Linked DNA regions of Mus musculus: all the other regions are linked to region 5. The links are chromatin contacts, called in public capture Hi-C and promoter capture Hi-C maps. All regions are on one chromosome and are shown on one strand. The core of a region is the stretch at or near the end of the contact, and the rest is flanking DNA. Distances in the headings are between cores, read along the strand shown.

Region 1 (2,738 bases), core at 85-2,584, 500 kb before region 5:
GGGTCTCCACTGGTAACAACAGAAAACAAGCTTCCTTCATTTAGCTCACCAAAGCCAGGTAGTAAAGGGCATGAAAAAATATATAGTCTATGGAGATTTTGTATAATTCATGTATTCTCTTCTCACACTGGTGGTCAAGATTTTACTGAATTCTACAGTAGTCCTCAGGTTTAAAAAGTTCAATAAAGATATTGAAGTGTTTTATATTATTTTCTATCATAAAGTTCCATCCTCCCAAATTTAAAAAAAAAAAAAAGAAGGTGGGGCGAGTTATATAAAAGACGACAGAATGCCCAGTGACACAGACTTAGAAACCATTTCCTATGTTGAAGAACTCAAGCTGTCATGCTGGGCAGCGTCAATTCAGGCAACTTACTCCAGCTCTCTGTGACAGCTTCATCCCAGTAGAACAATGGCTCTAACCTTACAGAATTCTTATAGGGGTAACAAAGTCAAGTCCATGCAGCCTCAGTGAGCACTGCTTGCTGGTGTTACTGCTACGACTCAAGAAGCCTGGCTTTTTCTAGCCATTTCCACACATAGAATCACAATCAGTGTTTGTCATGACCATATTTTTATAGTAGAATAAAGGGAGAGTTCGCCTAATTCCAAGCCCATAACCAAAGCAAAACATTAGATAAATGGTTTAGCTGAGAAGCCAAACACTGCTCTGAAATAAGTGGGTCAGAGCGTGGACACACAGAAGGAAGCGTCAGTGGCCCTCGGGAGCATGTAGCTCAGTGTGCTCTGGTGCAGAGAGCATATATTATTTATTAACAAGAAACCCATCAATAAGTAAGAGGGTCAATACCATATACTCAGGTTAGGAATCTGAGCACTCTCATCCTGTTTGCTTTTCTATACTTCAATGATTTCCTGCAAAGACCATTTTAATACTGTAATAAAAATAAGGCAAGGCTGCAAGGTGTTTGTTTGGACCTAAGAGAACATAAGAGTCAGTAAAAGGCCTGCTGTTTATTCTGAGGGAACCAGAGGAAGCACGGAGGCAGGTGTCCTGCAGCCACCGTGGCCTGACCTCTTACCTTGTTTTCCATGTTCTGTTTTATAACTTCCTGCACCAGCACATCCGCCAGGGTCTTGAAATCTGCAGCAAACTTCTTGTTCTTCTCTGCACCTTTCTTCTCCTCAATGAGCAGCTGGAAGAGGGTCTCCTGCTGCCTGCACGCCCTGGCGATGTTAGCAGCCTTCTCGGAGACACAGAGCAGCTCCAGGAGGATGTCTGACATTTCTAAAGCCTGCTTCTTTCTCAGCCTCACCCACCCTCTGGCTCACAGCTGCAAGAACACAAGAATATGAAAGAGAAAGCAGTTCAGGGATGATGTCAGGGCGTCTCTCCCACTAACACATAGCTGGCAGCAACCTGTCAGGGAAGCTGACCTGCTAGTGAGTCACCGCACATTTTCAGCGTGCAAGACTGCAGTTACAATCTAAAGATTGAAACAAACGTATTTCTCAAAAGTCTTGTAAACCAATTACACTCTTAAAGAAACTGAATGTTCAGTGAAAGAAAAAGAAAAAGCCTTGAATTAGAATTTATGTTACAGGGCCATAGCAAGACAGAGTGTCACGACGTCCGAGGAAAGGCAGATTGCTACAAGGTCCTTAATCATGACACAGCTTTATCTCAATTACATTGACGTAATTCTCTTCTCTGTGAGAATGGTGAGGGATGACAATCATGCTGCCAGATCCATGTGCTAAGTGGATGAGCAGCAGGCATTGTGTCTTCCAGACTCTGAGGCCGGTCTTGGGCAAGCACTATAAAGCAGCTCACAGCCAACTCCACTCAAACATTCCAGGGACATATTCCATCTGCCACCAAGTAGCAGCCTACACACCAAAGCAAGGGGACTTACACCTTGTTGGACTTGAGAAGTTCTGTCTTCTAAGAACCATGTAGTATGCCTACATCATTATTTCTATTCTTTATTTCTTCTCTCTCTCTCTCTCTCCCTCTCTCTCTCTCTCTCTCTTTCTTTCTTTCTTTCTAGACCTGGCTGTCCTGGAACTCATTCTGTAGACCAGGGTAGCCTGGAACTCAAAAGATTCGTCTGCGTCTGCCTCCCAAATGCTAGGGCTAAAGGTGTGTGCACCACACCTGGCTCCTATCTACTGGTGCTGCCTCAAAATGCTTCTGTGGTCCTCTTCCTGTTCAAAGCCTGAGTCGTTCTGCTTCCTCTGTCGTGAGATTACCCTGCCCTGTGTGACATACAGTTTGGAAACGGAAGCTTAGAGGGTTGAGCAACTTCTAAAAAAGGTTACACAAGACTAAAACATGGGGCTCAGAACTGCCCCCACACACCCCACATCAGGTTTCTTTATTATCACAACAGTTTCCTCTATGAAAAGAAGCTTGAGGCTGGGAACCACTCAGCTGTGAAAACACTGATGTGGGGGTGTGGCAAACTGTTAGAGCCTGCTTGTCTTAAGTCTGTTCAAAAAACAATTTTTTTTTCTTCCTGAGGAAATATGTTCCTCAACAGAAATAAAGGAAAGATGACCAACACGGAGAGATGTCCCTTGTCACAACTGCAGTTGCTTTACTGCCAGTGGTCGTCTCTGGAAGGCAGTAGTAGACAGGTGCTAACTCCCTGACACTGGAAACACACAGGCTTCCAGGGAGCTGCTGTCATAACTGTACCAAATCCCACCCAGGGCCCTCTTTCCTCAGTCAGTAACCTTAAGTCTTTCCCTAATCTCTGGTAAGAAAATAAGAG
Region 2 (2,700 bases), core at 24-2,523, 480 kb before region 5:
CAAACAGGCACGTGCAGGGGTTAAAATCGGCTTTCCCGTTGCCTGTATTTTCCCTTTCATTCTGTACTTTCAGATGCCTGACTGAGGTCATCTTGCTAGTCCATCAGCCAAAAGTAGTCCCTGGGGTTGTTTTCTTCCTTAGATTGTTACCAGGTGGGTGGACCTAAGTCTTACCATCTGATTAAAACTGGGAATTAAGGGCAAGGAGCCAAAAAAGCAAAGCAAAACAAAACAAAACAGAAAGATTCATTCTGCATGGGATACATATATATTAAGAGTCCTGTCCGCACGGCCTCAAGCCGCAGTCCTTTTGACGCGAACACCCTCACACAGTGGGCAAACTTCCACGTGTTCCGGTCCTAGTTTTAAGGACAGAAATCTCCAAAGTACACACCGCGCTTGTTAACGTGTATTCCCTAGATTTTTCTTTCACACCTCATGTCTGACAGTCCATATGATTTTTACCAAAGCCAGGTTAGATAATTTAGATGACACCCTTCTATGCTGTCCACACCCACTGCCTAGACATGTCTCACAAAACCATACTTCAAAATGTAGAAAAAATATACCCCCGGACTGTTTAGTCTACACCCATCCAATGGGTCTCTAGAGACAGTCAACGTGGATCCACGTTAGAAGCATCTCTCAGGCAAACTGCTCCCCTACTTCTTGACAGCTACGCCACCTACCCGTGGAACCTGGGCCTCTGCTTCTGACCATTCTCAGATCACCTCATTCAACCTAGAGGCTAGTGGTAGGAATGGAAAGAACCGAGCAGAAGAAGCTACTCTGCGGGCGATTGGATTTCTTTCGGTGGCTTCTGCAGAGCTAAGGGGGCGGCGTGATCCGCGAGCTTAGCCTCTCGGTTCGGGGTTCGGGCTCTGTGTGGGTGGGCACGGGCAGGCCGGAGAGGCCTCGATGCAGCGACCCGGTACCTCGCAGGCCCAGGCGCCGAGGCCAGTAGCCTTCGGCCGGAGACCGACTCACCTGCCCTCTGCAGAGGCGATGGAGCGCGCGAGGCTCGCGGGGACCCAAATGCGCGGAGGTGGAGACGCTGGACACCGGGGAGGGGTGGCGAAAGCAGGAAAGCGGATTACCTAAGCGAGGATGCAGAGCCCCAAGGAGGATACAGCCTTTCCCAGAGAAACGGAAGAGGCGGAGGAGGGGCGAGAGAGGAGGAAGGGAGTGCCAACGCCTGGAGGTGGTCGCGCTGGGACCTGGCGCAATCCTCCTGTGGCGGGCACAGCCGGAGGGCAAGCCGCCAGGAAAACACCGGAGGTCACCGCAGCGAAGGCGGGGAGGCGCCCTGCCTCTCTTGGCTCCAGCAGTGCAGCCCAGTTTCTGCCAGGTCCCGGCCCCGCCTCTTTCCCCCGGGGCGGGTGGCCTCTTGCTTCTGGGGCGGGCGAGGGCATCCCACGCCAGCCAGCCTGAGTCTGGCCTCCGCGACGTCACAAGTGAAGCTTTGTCAATTTGCTTGAGAGGGCCAGAAAGGTCAGGGTTGCCTCAACCACAGTTCTTGGTGTGCATTGTTTCTTCAGAAGCACCCAAAAAGTCTTTGAGAATATTCCTCCTCCATTCATTTGAACCCTTGGTGTTATGGGTTTGACAGATGGTTTGAAGCTGTGAAGTTGGACTTCCTGCTAGAATGAGTCCCCCTGTTCTAATAGAAGCGTCTAGGTTCCTACATGTTTGTTTAGTCAAAGCAGTGTCTTCTGGACCTTATTAGTTGTGGGTCAAGGCCCAGCCAGGCAAGAAGCACATGTTGGGTGGGAAACTCATCTCTTGCTGCAACCCTTTTAAACTAATGCTCAGTGTGACTTAAAGATATAGTTGGGAGTGGTAGGTGGAAATAGAAATGGGTGGTGATGGACAAAGGGCAGCAAGGGTAAGAATTTTAAAAAGGGCAACATTCAACTTTGGGATAGAAGGGGCTCAGAGTCTCTGTGAGTGCTCTGGGCCCTTCTGTCCTGGTAAGATTTATCCGGCTTCCCTGTGATTTATTCTGTGGCTGGAACTGGGAAGCACTTCAACAATTCTAGCCTGCAGGCTTTCTCATCAACCTCTCCCCAAGCTCCCATTTATTTATGCGCAGTACTGCGATGGCACCTCACCCACTTCCATTCCCCATCCGCCTTCCATTCACTCACAGGTTCAGTGGATTCAGCCTTCTTTCTCACTTTTACTTTGTTTTGTTTTGTTTTTGGTAAGAGTCTCACTTTATAACCCTTGCTGGCCTCAAATTCGCTATCCTCCTGCTTCTGCCTTCTGGGTGCTGGGAGTACAGATGGGTGCTACCATGCCTAGATCCTCATATTGTCCTTTAGTTCCATTCTCTTAAGTCCATTCTTGGTGTTACAGCTGATATTAATTATGAAATCATATCCATGACAGCAAAATCAAGGAATAATATAAATGTGACATTTACCATAAGGAAATGGGAGTAGATTTGTATCTAGGAGCAGAACTGGGGAGGGGCTAGAGTAGGAGCTATGACTCTAGCCCATTTCTCTGCAGGTGCAGAGACCACCCTACAATACGTATCTCACTGGATCACTTGCTTGCTCTGATCTCTATTAACACTTGGAGCAAACTGCTGGTGATCAAGGCACATTTCCTCCTCCTCACTGTCAACTTTGCCACTCACACTTAGTGACCCTTTTACCAAACCGGATCTAGATGTCAATCCACAAACTTTTAGAA
Region 3 (2,782 bases), core at 18-2,517, 490 kb after region 5:
CTTCATTCCAGAAAATTATCTAAAATGTATGTGTATCTCAAAAAAACCAATTACTTGAAATATTAAAACTACCAAAAAATTAAATTAATATCAAAAAGATTAGGTGAAAAGACAGGTCTAAAATTTGGTCACGATTTCCATGGACTAGTGTTTTTTAATATACACAATTTTAAGGCACTGTGATTCAATTTTTATGAAGTTGTTGAAAACCATTTCTGGGCATCTCACTGTGAAGACTGTACCAATGAGAAAGGAGTTTATATCTCTCCATAATAAAACTGTGCTCCTGGAGTTCTAAATTCCATGTTACATATGCCTCCACTTGCCTCGTTACCTCTGCAGACCTTGCTGCTCAAGGCACAGCCTCTCTCCCAGTCTTGAACACTTAAAAAGTCCACACGGTATCAAACCTGCCGGCGAGGTTCGGTGTTATCGGTACCATGTATGTAAACATGACGTCAGCCAAACCCTCAGTGAATGTCACACTGCAAGCTAATGATTATGGTTGAAATTCCTAGGCTTTCAGAAGTATTTCTTAATTCCAACTTGCAAGCTGAAGCCAGCGCTTCTCTAGTCCCAGCACAGCCACGGCCACTAGCCACCAGCCGGCCGGCCGTGAAGTTTCTTTCAACTTTGTCTCCACTCATCTATATCCCGAGAGTGAAGCCAAATTAAGCGCTTTTCCCACGGTAAGGCCGAGTCGGGATAAAGATCCAGACCGTGGCCATGATGTGGCTGTCTAGTCTGAGGATGGGTCACAAGTACAGAAGAATTCCCACTGCTTTAAAGCCAAAAAGTCACGGAAACAGCTGTGGCTCCCCACGCCGGGACTGACAGCGGCCCACGCGATGACCGCAAAGTTTCTCCCAGGCTGCTGGCCGGACGCGTCCACCCGCCCCGACGTGAAGGCGTCCCGCGCCCACAGCACGCGAGCCCCGGAGCCACCCGGAGGACCACGTCGAGACGCCGCGGAGGCTATCGGGCATGGCCGCGCTCAGGGACGCCGGCTCTGGCCTTCGGGCTCGCCGCAGGGTCCCCGCGCCCCCACACCGACCGCTCCGCCGCAGCTCCGCGCCGTCGCGGGTTCTGCCCTCCCTCCGACCGGGCCACGGCTACACGGGCTCACCTCGCACTCTTCCCCACAACGGCTGGTCGCCGTCAGCCAGGCCCCTGTGAGGCGACTCCCGGCGGCGACCGCACAGACGCTGACCGACGCTTCTTACAGTTGAGGTTTGAAAAGTGCAGCCGCGTCTGGGACACTGTACTTCGACACAGACTCCGCCCTCTGCTGCCCAAGAGCCAATCGGAGCGATTACGGAGGGTGGGGTTGTCACGTGGGGGCGGGGCGGGGCGGCGGCCGGCAGCGCGTGCTGTGAGGCCGGGCCTCAGGAGGGGGGCGGGGAGTGGGCGGAGCGCCGAGCGCCTGAAGACTTGGTTGCTGGATGTAGCCTAGAACTGGACAGTGTGCAGGCCGGGTTGGGGGGGGGGGGGGGTCCGCGCCTCTTTTCCCACTTTTTCCACCTTCAGAGTAGTTCCGGGATGTGTAAGTATCGGGACACAAGAGATGAAAGAAGCCGATGTCCGGGCTCTTTGACTTGTGATGATTAAAGTTCTGTGTTTCAAATCTTCCTTGTCCTCTTCCTTACCTCCTGAACCTACCCTACAAATAGAGATTCCAGCTTGCTATGGGTTCTTGAAGCCATAAATAGGACTCCAGGATCCTAGTCTCTACAGCTGGATGTCTTAAGACACTAACTAGCTCAAGACACTGTAGGAGAATCTGAAGATGAACTAATTGCTGGTTTACTGTGGTAGGGGAAATGAGGAAAACTTGTACCTGCTCAATGCCCATTGCTACTTTCTTTCTTTCTTTCTTTCTTTCTTTCTTTCTTTCTTTCTTTCTTTCTTTCTTTCTTTCTTTCTTTCTTTCTTTCTTTCTTTCTTCCTCCCTCCCTCCCTCCCTCCCTCCCTCCCTCCCTCTCTCTCTCTCTCTCTCTCTCTCTCTCTTTCTTTCTTAGCAGTGTTAGAACACAGGGCCTTTCACATGCTTAGCAAGGGTTCCACTTCTAAGTTCCACCCCCAGGCCCCCAGATCTGTTAACTATTGAAGACTGTTTAAAAACTGAAAGTTTCGTGCTAGATACAGTAGGTTTACATACATATAAGATCCTAGGTTACTTATACGTTTATATGTAGCATCTACACATAGAATCTAGAACTGCTGAAGGGTACTTTTTTAGTAGGTATAAAAAACTATTGGGAAAAATTCTGTGAGTGGAACTCTCTTGCTTTTAGAACATCTTAGCAACCATTTTATGTTCTTCCCCTGTCACATTTAACCAAGATTTCTTCAAGCCATCTGCTTGCCCTTCCAAGCAGTGTATGTCCCAGGACACATGCATTTAAAGTTATCAAAACCATTTCATGAGGTCTGTGTTGTTATTTAGACAGGCCTCAGTATAATGTATTGATTCTTTAAGTGTTGTCAAATGGATAATGTTGCATCTTTTTAGCCAGGGAAGCATAAATGTTAAGGTGTCCACAAACCAATGAGATTGTTCCCATACTTTCTTCCAGGAAACAGCAGCTGCATCCAAAAGTGTCAGTACCAAGGCTTAGCCAGTGCCCTCTTGGAGTTCCTTGTGATCGTTTTTGGTGTTTAGATGTTTGTAACTGTTTTAAACTTAAACAATTCCTTGATCTCCGGCTTTTGAATGTAGAGGCCGTGTTGTGTGTGTTTATGTGGGGTTGTGTGTATCTGTGTATGTGCACGTGGAGGCCAG
Region 4 (2,951 bases), core at 155-2,654, 310 kb before region 5:
CTGTTAAGAACCCAGATGTCCTTCAACAGAGCAATGGACACAGAAAATGTGATACATTTATACAATGGAGTACTACTACTCAGCTATTAAAAACAATGACTTCATGAAAAATTTTAAGCAAATGGATAGAACTTGAAAATATCAACCTGAGTGAAGTAACTCTGTCACAAAAGAACACATGTGGTATGTAATATCCACTGATTAGTGGATATTAACCCAAAAGCTGGGAATACCAAAGATTCTAAGAAGAACAAAGACCAAAATGTGGATGCTTCATTGCCTTTTAGAAGGGTGAACAAAATACTCACAGGAGGAAATATGGAAACAAAGTGTGGAGACTGAAGGAAAGGCCATCCAGAGACTGCCCCACCTGGGAATCCATCCCATATAAATCCACCAAACTGGGACGCTACTATGAATGCCAGGAAGTGCTTGCTGATGGAAGTCTGATATTTCTGTCCCCTGAGAGGTTCTGACAGAGCCTGACAAATACAGACGTGGATGCTTGAAGCCAACTATTGGAGTGAGCTCTGGGGTCCCTGATGGAGGTGTTGGAAAAGGGACTGACGGAGCTGCAGGGATTTGCAGCCCCATGGAGGGAGCAACAGTGTCAATAGGGCAGACCCCCTAGAGCTCCCGGAGACTGGACCACCAACCAAAGAATACACGTGGAGCAACCCATGGCACTGGACACATATGTGGCAGAGGATGGCCTTGTTGGATATCAGTGGGAGGAGAGGCCCTTGGGCCTTGAGAGTGTTCGATGCCCCAGTGTAGGGGAATGCCAGGGCAGGAGGACTGGAGTGGGTGGGTGTGGGGGTGAACACTCTTGTAGAAGCAGGGGAAAAGGGGTGGGAAGGGGGAGTTCCAAAGGGAAGACTTGCCTGAAAAGTGGAAAGCATTTGAAATTTAAATAAAGAAAACATCGAATCAAAAAAACAGTTAAGGGGAACGGTGAGAAACAAAATAAGATCTTACAAGCTGCACAATGGTTTGTAAAATCTTTGTGTCTTGGGGTAAGTCACTTAACTTCGCTTGGTTTTAGATGGTCTAAAATTTGGTCCAAGGAACTGCCTCATGCTTCGCCCCCAATATCCCAAGGCCCCCAAACCCAGCTGGTTCTAAAAAGACAAACATGGACGAGGATGTAGAACAGGGCCCTGGGAAGGACATTAGCAGTCAGAGAGAACATCTCTCAAGCTAGATGGGAAGCCATACTGTCTGCAGGCAGGGCACTGAGGAGGAGGAAGCCCAGAGAGCAAGTGTTTCCAGCTCCAAGGTCTCCTCTAGGGGCGAGTCTGGTCTACTAGACTATTTATGGAGATGCTCTCCGGACCTAGTTAGCCCACAGGCTCTTTAGAATATCGGTGATTACACAGCACACAGCTCCCTGCCTCCTCATTTGCTTGTCAGCTTCTGTTTCTTGCTCACAGGATGGCTCTGTTCTCTTTTCTGACAGATGCTGCACCCTACCGAGTACTAAAATTAGAATATCCTATATATATATATATGAATCACCTCTCCTCTCATGACCTTAGAACAGCCTTTTGTTGTTCATATTGAAAACGGATTGTTTTAAAGAAAAAAGTCTAAAAAACCTGAAATGGGCTTTTATATTTAAAGAGGACAATTTAGTTGCTGGCATATAGCAAGTATTTACTGGCTTTTAAAAACGTGTTGATGGCTGGACATGAGTGTGTCAGTCAAACAGGTCATAAAGATACTCAAAATAATTTCCATTTTCTATATCAGTGTATAAAGATATTTAAAATTCATTTTTATTTTGTCTATATATTTTTTAATTATAAAAAATAATTTATGGATTCAATTTCCAATGGAAAAATTTCAGCATAAAAGAAGGGAAACTATAGCTTTTCACTATACAGCCTCACACTCGAGCAAAGAGTTAACTGTTACTCTGAAATTAATAGACTAATTAAATTACAAGATATGTAAAACAGTGCTCTACAGCTCTTACAGAACAAGACAAATGCACATACTGATTTATACCAAAGCAAAACCCATGCCAGTTAAGATAGATGCAGATTGATTCCATAAGTAGCACATACCAACTGCAGAACATTATGAGAAACCGGACTGCCACTGTGATGACTGATGCAGATATCCTTGTGTCCTTAGGTTAAAAGATGAATGCCCATGTTCAGAAACAGAACTGCATATATGCCAGCTCTTTTCGGCACAACTCTAGGAGATGTCATGCATAAACACCAGCATCCACCGAGTGGCATGCCCACAAGATGTGGATGGAAATATTGAAAAGCTACAGCTAGTCTTAGGATGGGCTTGCCAAGCTTCAGTGCTTATGTTATTAGAACACTTGCTTTGCTGTGTGAGTTTATACTGAGGTCTTAGCTTATTTGGCTTGTTTTGCAGCACATGTATCACAAAACCTGTGTGCATGGAGTATGTGAGTGCATATATGTATCCTGTAAATATATTTATATATTTAGCAATATATAAAAAAACTAGGTATCTGTGACAGGTAATGTGTGTATTAGTGACTGTAGTACAACTGAGGCACTCTCTAAAGCCATGTGAGAATCATAACTATGCATTATTTGTACAGTTGAAATATCCTAACTCCCACAGGTTTCTAGGTCACATGGCCAATCCCAGCAGAGGCAGCATGGGGGAACTCCAGAGCCATCTCATGACACCCTCCACATTTTAACTCCTTAGTTCCTTTCTTGGATAAGGACAACAGATTACACACAGATTCTATAGTTTCAGAATATACTTATATACATCATATATATATATATATATATATATATATATATATATATATATATATGATCAATTCATCTGTAACTAAATAACCACTTTGACTATTACCAGGCTTAATTTCACGTAAAATATTTTCTGTACATTTTAAGCACTTTATGTTTTTTAGACCAATCGGCTATTTGTGGGTGGGGAGCGATCTCAGA
Region 5 (2,700 bases), core at 86-2,585:
CTCTCTAATTTCATCCCATTTTCCAAATGTACACACAGTACTAATCTGGTCACACTACAATGTGGCTCTCTTTACCTAGATGTGGTAGGATTTCCTGGGCCACATGACATTTTTCTGGGATGTCTTGTGTCAGTTCCCAAAACTCTTTTTCCATATTCCAATCTCCCAAGAGATTAGGCATCCCTTCGTTTTTTTAATTCAAACTCATAAATGGCTATTTTATTTATCTGTCCCTTCCTCTCTGGCTCATATTGCTTTGAGGGCAGTGAATGTATATTGAAAACATATTCAGGAATGTGGCATATTATTAAGGGGTGTGCACTTAAAGACCTCCTCTGAAAAGCCAGAGGGTTGATGTTCCAGCACACAACACATGGAGTGTGGGAAAAGAATTCATACCTAGTGAGGACAATCCTACTGTTGGAACAGTCCTAGTGTTAGAAAAGAAGTCATGTTTACTGAAGCCAATCAACAGTCCTGGAAGTATGCTGTGATCAGAAAGAGAAACTGATCTACAAAAGCAAAAAGATTAGAGAGCTTGGATTTTAGGGAGAAAACAGCAAATTTTACAACAGAATAAATCCAACCCAACCATCACACAGAACCAACACAAATAAAAGATACCTACACACACACACACACACACACACACACACACACGCACGCAAGCATTCTGTCAACTTTAAAATGTTTTTCAGAGTTATTTCTGAAATAAAACTCACAAAGTTTTATAAATACAAATCACCAAGGTTAAAAAAAAAAAAGTACTTTCAAAGATGATTTAGAAAGAGAATGGATTAATCAAATCTTTTTTTCCTCCCCTTCCTCATAGAGATGAACTTCTGGTATTCACATCTCTTCAGGATGTACACTGTCTTCATTGGGAATAACCACAAATTAATACCTTTTTGTGTGAGACAACGCACAGTGCTACAAGCCGCTACACTCTCTAGCAAGACAAAACTTTCCCACCTTGAACCCCAAGGGTCTGAGCTCCAACTACTGCCGAGCCAGCCCAGAGGCTTGAAACGCGTGCGCGCGAGCCCCGCAAATCCGCACCTAGCCCCGGGAGGCGCCTTCAGCCTCCCCGAGCATCACCGGGCACGCTCGTTCGCGGTGACACTACCTTCTAGCGCGCATTCACCACCCACAGCGGCAAGCACTCAGCAAACCCTGAGTTGCACGGCCTACTTCGCTGGACGTCCTTCGGACCGAAGCACGGCTGCGCTCAGCAGGACCCGCGCTCGCGCTCCTCTAAGGCCCGCCCACAGCAGGAAGTGGGATTGGCGCGGCTGGCAGCCAATCGGCTGCTCGCTAGAGCAGCTTGGCAGCCTTCCGGAAGCGGTGGGGCGCACCAGTAGCTCTAGCCAGAGGACCTACTGTGGCTGCCGCGGGAATTGTCCTGTGACCAGCCAGGAGCTGGCGGCCGGTAAGCTCGAAGGCTTCCTAGAGCTGCGGCACGGCCCAGAAGGCCTGCGGCAGAGCAGGTTCCTGCTGCCTCCGGGGCTCGCGCTGTGCACCCTAGGTGTCCGCAGGTGGTCGGCGCGCCGCGGAAGTGCAGCCGCGACTGGGGCGGTGGGTGTGCGCGGGCGGGGAGGGCCGGGTAGCGAAGCCTTTGCGGCACAACCTGCTGAGAAAGGGTTTCTAATCTAGCATAGGTGGCAATGTGAGGCTCTTTCCAGCGGGTTTGGGTTTTTAATTTTTTACGTTGTGTGGGATGTTCGAACTATTAAGCTTTAAAAGTGCATTATAGGTACTTGGTTATTATAGAAGCAAAATTTACGCGAGACTCTCCCTTAGTGTAACTTTCATCACTGCCTGTTCCATACATCTTGAGAAGCCGAAAGAACATTACACTCCAGAAACACTTGCGTAGCCGGGTGAAATTCCTTTCTTCAAACACTGCAATAGAAAGGATTTTAGGTATCTTTGAATAGAAGCTGAAATGTATTCTAGCGCATTTCCTTCTCTCAGACAACACCCATTTCAGTTTGATTGTAACAAAGTAAACTCTTAGGCCCCCCCAAAACTGTATGCTCACGACAATTGAGTACTAATACTAGAAATACTAATACTTAGTGTTTCTTCCTGAACATAAAAGGAGTAAGCGGGTGGGTGGGGGCGCGCGGAGGTAAATAAATAAATAAGTAGAGAGTTTGGCTAAAGAAATATTGAGAAAGATTCATGACTTTAACCTAGTTGTGGTACAAATTTGAACCCCTAACCCTATAAATTTTTCATTTTACATCAACAGCTTGTTATTTCTAGGTTCACTATTCAAATGGGGGCACACAGCCAGGCATTAGTGGCTTATACACTTGTAATCCCTCTACTCTACAGGAGGATACCTGTGAAAATGAGGACAGCCTGACCAACCTATACAGTGAAACCTTGTTTCAAGAGAGAGGGAGATCAAAGCAAAATGCTTTTGACCTCTGACTATGGCTAAAATGTTCCATTACATGTTAGCATCTTGCCACTCAGACTGGTTGAGCCAGTTCTGTCCCCCCACCCCCACACACACACATCTTTTTAAAATACTATTTTATTGGTGATTATTATATTTGACAAAACTAGCTCCACAGAGAAATAAAAGTAGTATGCGGAAAGCTCATAAAAGAAAACAAAAAGATGACCTGAAAATACAAAATGGGCTAGACTGCCACGGGAAGGGGAGTGGAGAGAGCAGGAGAGGGGATA
Region 6 (2,778 bases), core at 150-2,649, 340 kb before region 5:
ATCTTTCCTTTCTCTACTGTCTTCTCTGCTTTCTTTCTTTTTCTTTTCTTTACTTTTTTTTAGGGAGTGAGCTCCAAATTTAAAGTTTTAGACTTTCTTTTCAAAGAGAAGTAGACATCCTGAATGTAATCTTGGAAGTTGAAAGGTTGTTGGCTGGGGCAGGACTGAGGAGACACAAGCAGAAGTCAGCTCAGTGTAAACACGGCTTTTCTGACAGGAGCAGGATATAACTCCAAACACTGAGTTCCTCACACTGAAGTGGCCAATCAGAACCTGGCTTCTGGCAGCAGTGCTGTGTGGACAGCATACTGAAATTGCCTGAGGGCAGACCACAGTTTAAAGTACCCTTATTATCTCATAATGTACCTACAGTTATTTTTCTTACACAGCAAAAAGAAAAAAAGAAAGAAAAGAGTAAATATGAAGTTACTATTTTTCCCAGAACCTTTCTGCTATACTTAATACCATTTCCCATCCATACATACAAGATAGCTGTGTCAGGAAATAAAACCCCTTTCAAAGGAAAAACGGATTTTCTTGACTCGTGCTTAGCTATATTATCCCCCTGAAATTTTGCCAAAAATCTCCATCTCATATATACGGGCAGTGACGGATCTTTAAAAAGAGGTGGACAGTTTACCCACTAGTTTATGTTGTTTTGTTACCTTCAGTAAAAGATGGGGGAGGGGTCAAAACAGCAATAGAAGAGAAACGACTGGACTGCGTCTGGAGCTTTCTCTGGTAGCTGGGCTCCCACTGTCTATTCTTTCATTTCTCTTTCATTTGCATCATTTCCCCTCAGGATTCAGCCTCCCACAGCTTCCAAGAGTACAGACACTCTGCTAATCATGTGCCACTCAGCACAAGCCTGACAGCTTGACTTGTGCATGTAGTGTCCTTACCGGAAAACCTCCATTCATTCTTCAGGTGGGGAGGAGGATGAACCTGCATCTTGCAATGAGCAATGAAATACTTTAGTTTGTGGGCTCGGAACAAGATCAGAAGATGGAGCTAAAGGCTCAATTAAGGAACCTAGGATGTGAGGTTGTGTCCAGGACAGCTGGCTGTGAAATGTTAGATAAAATTAACTACTGCAACTCCGGCTTTCCTGGGTTGGAAAGTCAAAAGGTCACAGCATCGGAGCAGGACACCCACCTTCCAGATGTTCACTTACCCTACACTGCAGCGGGCCAGCTGCACCGCCATCGCAAGTCTGCGCGGCCTCGGCCGAGGAGGCGCGGGCGCTTGGCTGTTCTCATGCCCCTGGCCGCAGCCCGGGCTCCCAGGGTGGGTGCTGCCCCCCAGGGCGGGGCCTCAGGAAGGGAGCCGAAGCCTGAAAAGGTGCGGCATGGCCGGGCAGCAGAGACAACGTCTCCCCTGGAGTAGGGCGGACGTCCTTCGGCAGTGGTCCCGGCTCCTCCCCCTGCACCCCTCCTAATCCACCCCCCTCCTCCCAGAACTGCTCACGAGTTCGCGGCTCGCTCCCTGAAAGTGGAGCCAAGGGACCCGCGGCTACGGAGCACAACCCTCAGTGTTGGCACCGCCAGGGGCTACCCCTGCCCAACAGCATTGGGTTCCAAGCACAACCAAAGGGATCCGAAGTGCTGGGCCACAGCTCGCACTCCCACCCGGCAACCTATTCACACACGGCTCCACCTCCCCAGCAAGATCCAGACCACCAAGTATGAAAGCTAAGTGAGCTTGTATCTCCCTCTCCTGCCCCACATCCCCAGAGCCACCTGGACTGAGACATCACCTGATCTCTGTCCACGTGGGAGCAGGCGCGGCTCGTCCGGTGCTGCAGCGTGGCGCCAGCCCCGCAGGTGATCTCCTGTCACCTGCCCCGGGGCCCTCCCCTGAAGGCTGCGCTGCTCCAGTGCCAGTTTAGCAGTCAAACCTGTTTTGATCCCAACGCCACGCCTCGCAGCTCTACCCTAAGACACCACCAGACCTAAGTACTTTGCCCCAGTGCACTCGGAAGTGCACCAAGCACTTCTAAATTTAAAAATGCGTCCAGTATTGCACTTTTCTATCCCCGAGTACCCAAATATCGAAACGCTTGTTTCTCAAAACAAAACATCAAGAAAGATCATATTCTTACCCTTTAAGGAAACAAGCGCCTCAAAACATAGCCATTATTCAGTTAGACCTCATTCCATGAGATGCCTGCATCTGTCTGTGTGATTCCCATCGTCAGTAACCGCCCCAAGAGAATGACAAAAGAACCATTATTCCATCCTGTCCTACAATGGATTGTCAATGCAAAATTCATGCCCCAAGGGACCTCAGCAGAACTCTCTCAGTTCCTTGCTTTACAGATGCAGATGCTTAGGCTGAGCCCAGCCTTAGGATTGGGGGGAGGGGGGGGCGGGGATGCAGAGATGAGTGGATTCCTGAGAACCCACAGCCAAAGGGGCAACCTTCAGGTTTCATGAAGGACCCTGACTCAAGTAAATTAGGTCCAGAGCAGTTGAAGATGCTACCCAAGGGCACACACACACACACACACACACACACACACACTTCAGCACTTTCCTCTCTCCCCACTCCTAAAGAAAAGCCTGAAGCCTATAGGCTAACATAAACAGGGCCTTTTGGAGGTCCATTTCAGTAAAAAATTAACTCAGAGAGCAAAGGATCTAAGAAGTCCCTCCAGACCTAGCTCAGCTTTAAGTGAATCCAGCATTTTAGTTTAGTTCTGTGCAAATCAGCTAAGGTAACTTTGACCTGAAAATATTGTGCCTCAAACATATCAATTTTTTCATTTAGTGTGATTAA

The links. Promoter capture Hi-C pulls out the DNA fragments that hold promoters and counts their contacts. Capture Hi-C pulls out chosen DNA fragments and counts their contacts.
Region 1: a promoter capture Hi-C map of pre-B cells shows a contact between it and region 5, with 2.5 times the contacts expected there. The contact joins the enhancer-like site here to the promoter of Ormdl1 in region 5. A contact is called at or near these places in 5 of 39 promoter capture datasets (the C10 cell line, hippocampal neurons, liver and 2 more) and 3 of 115 datasets of contacts at active chromatin or transcription factors (effector CD8 T cells, fibro-adipogenic progenitors and memory CD8 T cells).
Region 2: a contact with region 5 is called in a promoter capture Hi-C map of the HPC-7 cell line. The contact joins the promoter of Inpp1 here to the promoter of Ormdl1 in region 5. A contact is called at or near these places in 9 of 39 promoter capture datasets (the C10 cell line, the HPC-7 cell line, hippocampal neurons and 3 more), 2 of 115 datasets of contacts at active chromatin or transcription factors (memory CD8 T cells and pancreatic cancer cells) and 1 of 9 other capture datasets (adipose tissue).
Region 3: a capture Hi-C map of embryonic stem cells shows a contact between it and region 5, with 2.6 times the contacts expected there. The contact joins the promoter of Stk17b here to the promoter of Ormdl1 in region 5. A contact is called at or near these places in 2 of 39 promoter capture datasets (erythroid cells and pre-B cells), 3 of 115 datasets of contacts at active chromatin or transcription factors (effector CD8 T cells, large pre-B cells and stem cell-derived neural progenitor cells) and 1 of 9 other capture datasets (embryonic stem cells).
Region 4: a contact with region 5 is called in a promoter capture Hi-C map of hippocampal neurons, with 5 times the contacts expected there. The contact joins the enhancer-like site here to the promoter of Ormdl1 in region 5. A contact is called at or near these places in 5 of 39 promoter capture datasets (cranial neural crest, hippocampal neurons, maxillary cranial neural crest and 2 more) and 1 of 9 other capture datasets (liver).
Region 6: a promoter capture Hi-C map of adipose tissue shows a contact between it and region 5. The contact joins the promoter of 1700019D03Rik here to the promoter of Ormdl1 in region 5. A contact is called at or near these places in 2 of 39 promoter capture datasets (the HPC-7 cell line and hippocampal neurons), 1 of 484 Hi-C or Micro-C datasets (embryonic stem cells), 2 of 115 datasets of contacts at active chromatin or transcription factors (astrocytes and large pre-B cells) and 3 of 9 other capture datasets (adipose tissue, liver and pancreatic islet).

Annotation. Positions count from the first base shown.
Region 1 is chr1:52,798,242-52,800,979 of GRCm38.p6, forward strand. Inpp1 (inositol polyphosphate-1-phosphatase) reads right to left here. Exons shown (of 6, transcript NM_008384.2): 2 at 1,044-1,295. The coding sequence starts at 1,247. Among named protein-coding and RNA genes, the nearest start is that of Inpp1, 18 kb to the right of the region's middle. Within about 2 kb of position 1,335, at least 252 of the 459 cell types and tissues checked have an H3K27ac peak or open chromatin away from gene starts, as enhancers often do. A contact at or near this core is called in effector CD8 T cells, fibro-adipogenic progenitors, hippocampal neurons and 4 more, where this site is marked.
Region 2 is chr1:52,816,415-52,819,114 of GRCm38.p6, forward strand. Inpp1 (inositol polyphosphate-1-phosphatase) reads right to left here and starts at 1,274. Exons shown (of 6, transcript NM_008384.2): 1 at 988-1,274.
Region 3 is chr1:53,783,948-53,786,729 of GRCm38.p6, forward strand. Stk17b (serine/threonine kinase 17b (apoptosis-inducing)) reads right to left here and starts at 1,268. Exons shown (of 8, transcript NM_133810.3): 1 at 1,127-1,268.
Region 4 is chr1:52,985,502-52,988,452 of GRCm38.p6, forward strand. It overlaps a transcript of 1700019D03Rik not described here. Among named protein-coding and RNA genes, the nearest start is that of 1700019D03Rik, 34 kb to the left of the region's middle. Within about 2 kb of position 1,405, at least 20 of the 459 cell types and tissues checked have an H3K27ac peak or open chromatin away from gene starts, as enhancers often do. A contact at or near this core is called in hippocampal neurons, where this site is marked.
Region 5 is chr1:53,295,760-53,298,459 of GRCm38.p6, forward strand. It overlaps Ormdl1 (ORM1-like 1 (S. cerevisiae)), which reads left to right and starts at 1,336. Exons shown (of 4, transcript NM_145517.4): 1 at 1,336-1,429. It overlaps Pms1 (PMS1 homolog 1, mismatch repair system component), which reads right to left and starts at 1,269. Exons shown (of 13, transcript NM_153556.2): 1 at 1,127-1,269.
Region 6 is chr1:52,951,441-52,954,218 of GRCm38.p6, forward strand. It overlaps 1700019D03Rik (RIKEN cDNA 1700019D03 gene), which reads right to left and starts at 1,400. Exons shown (of 2, transcript NM_144953.3): 1 at 1,175-1,400.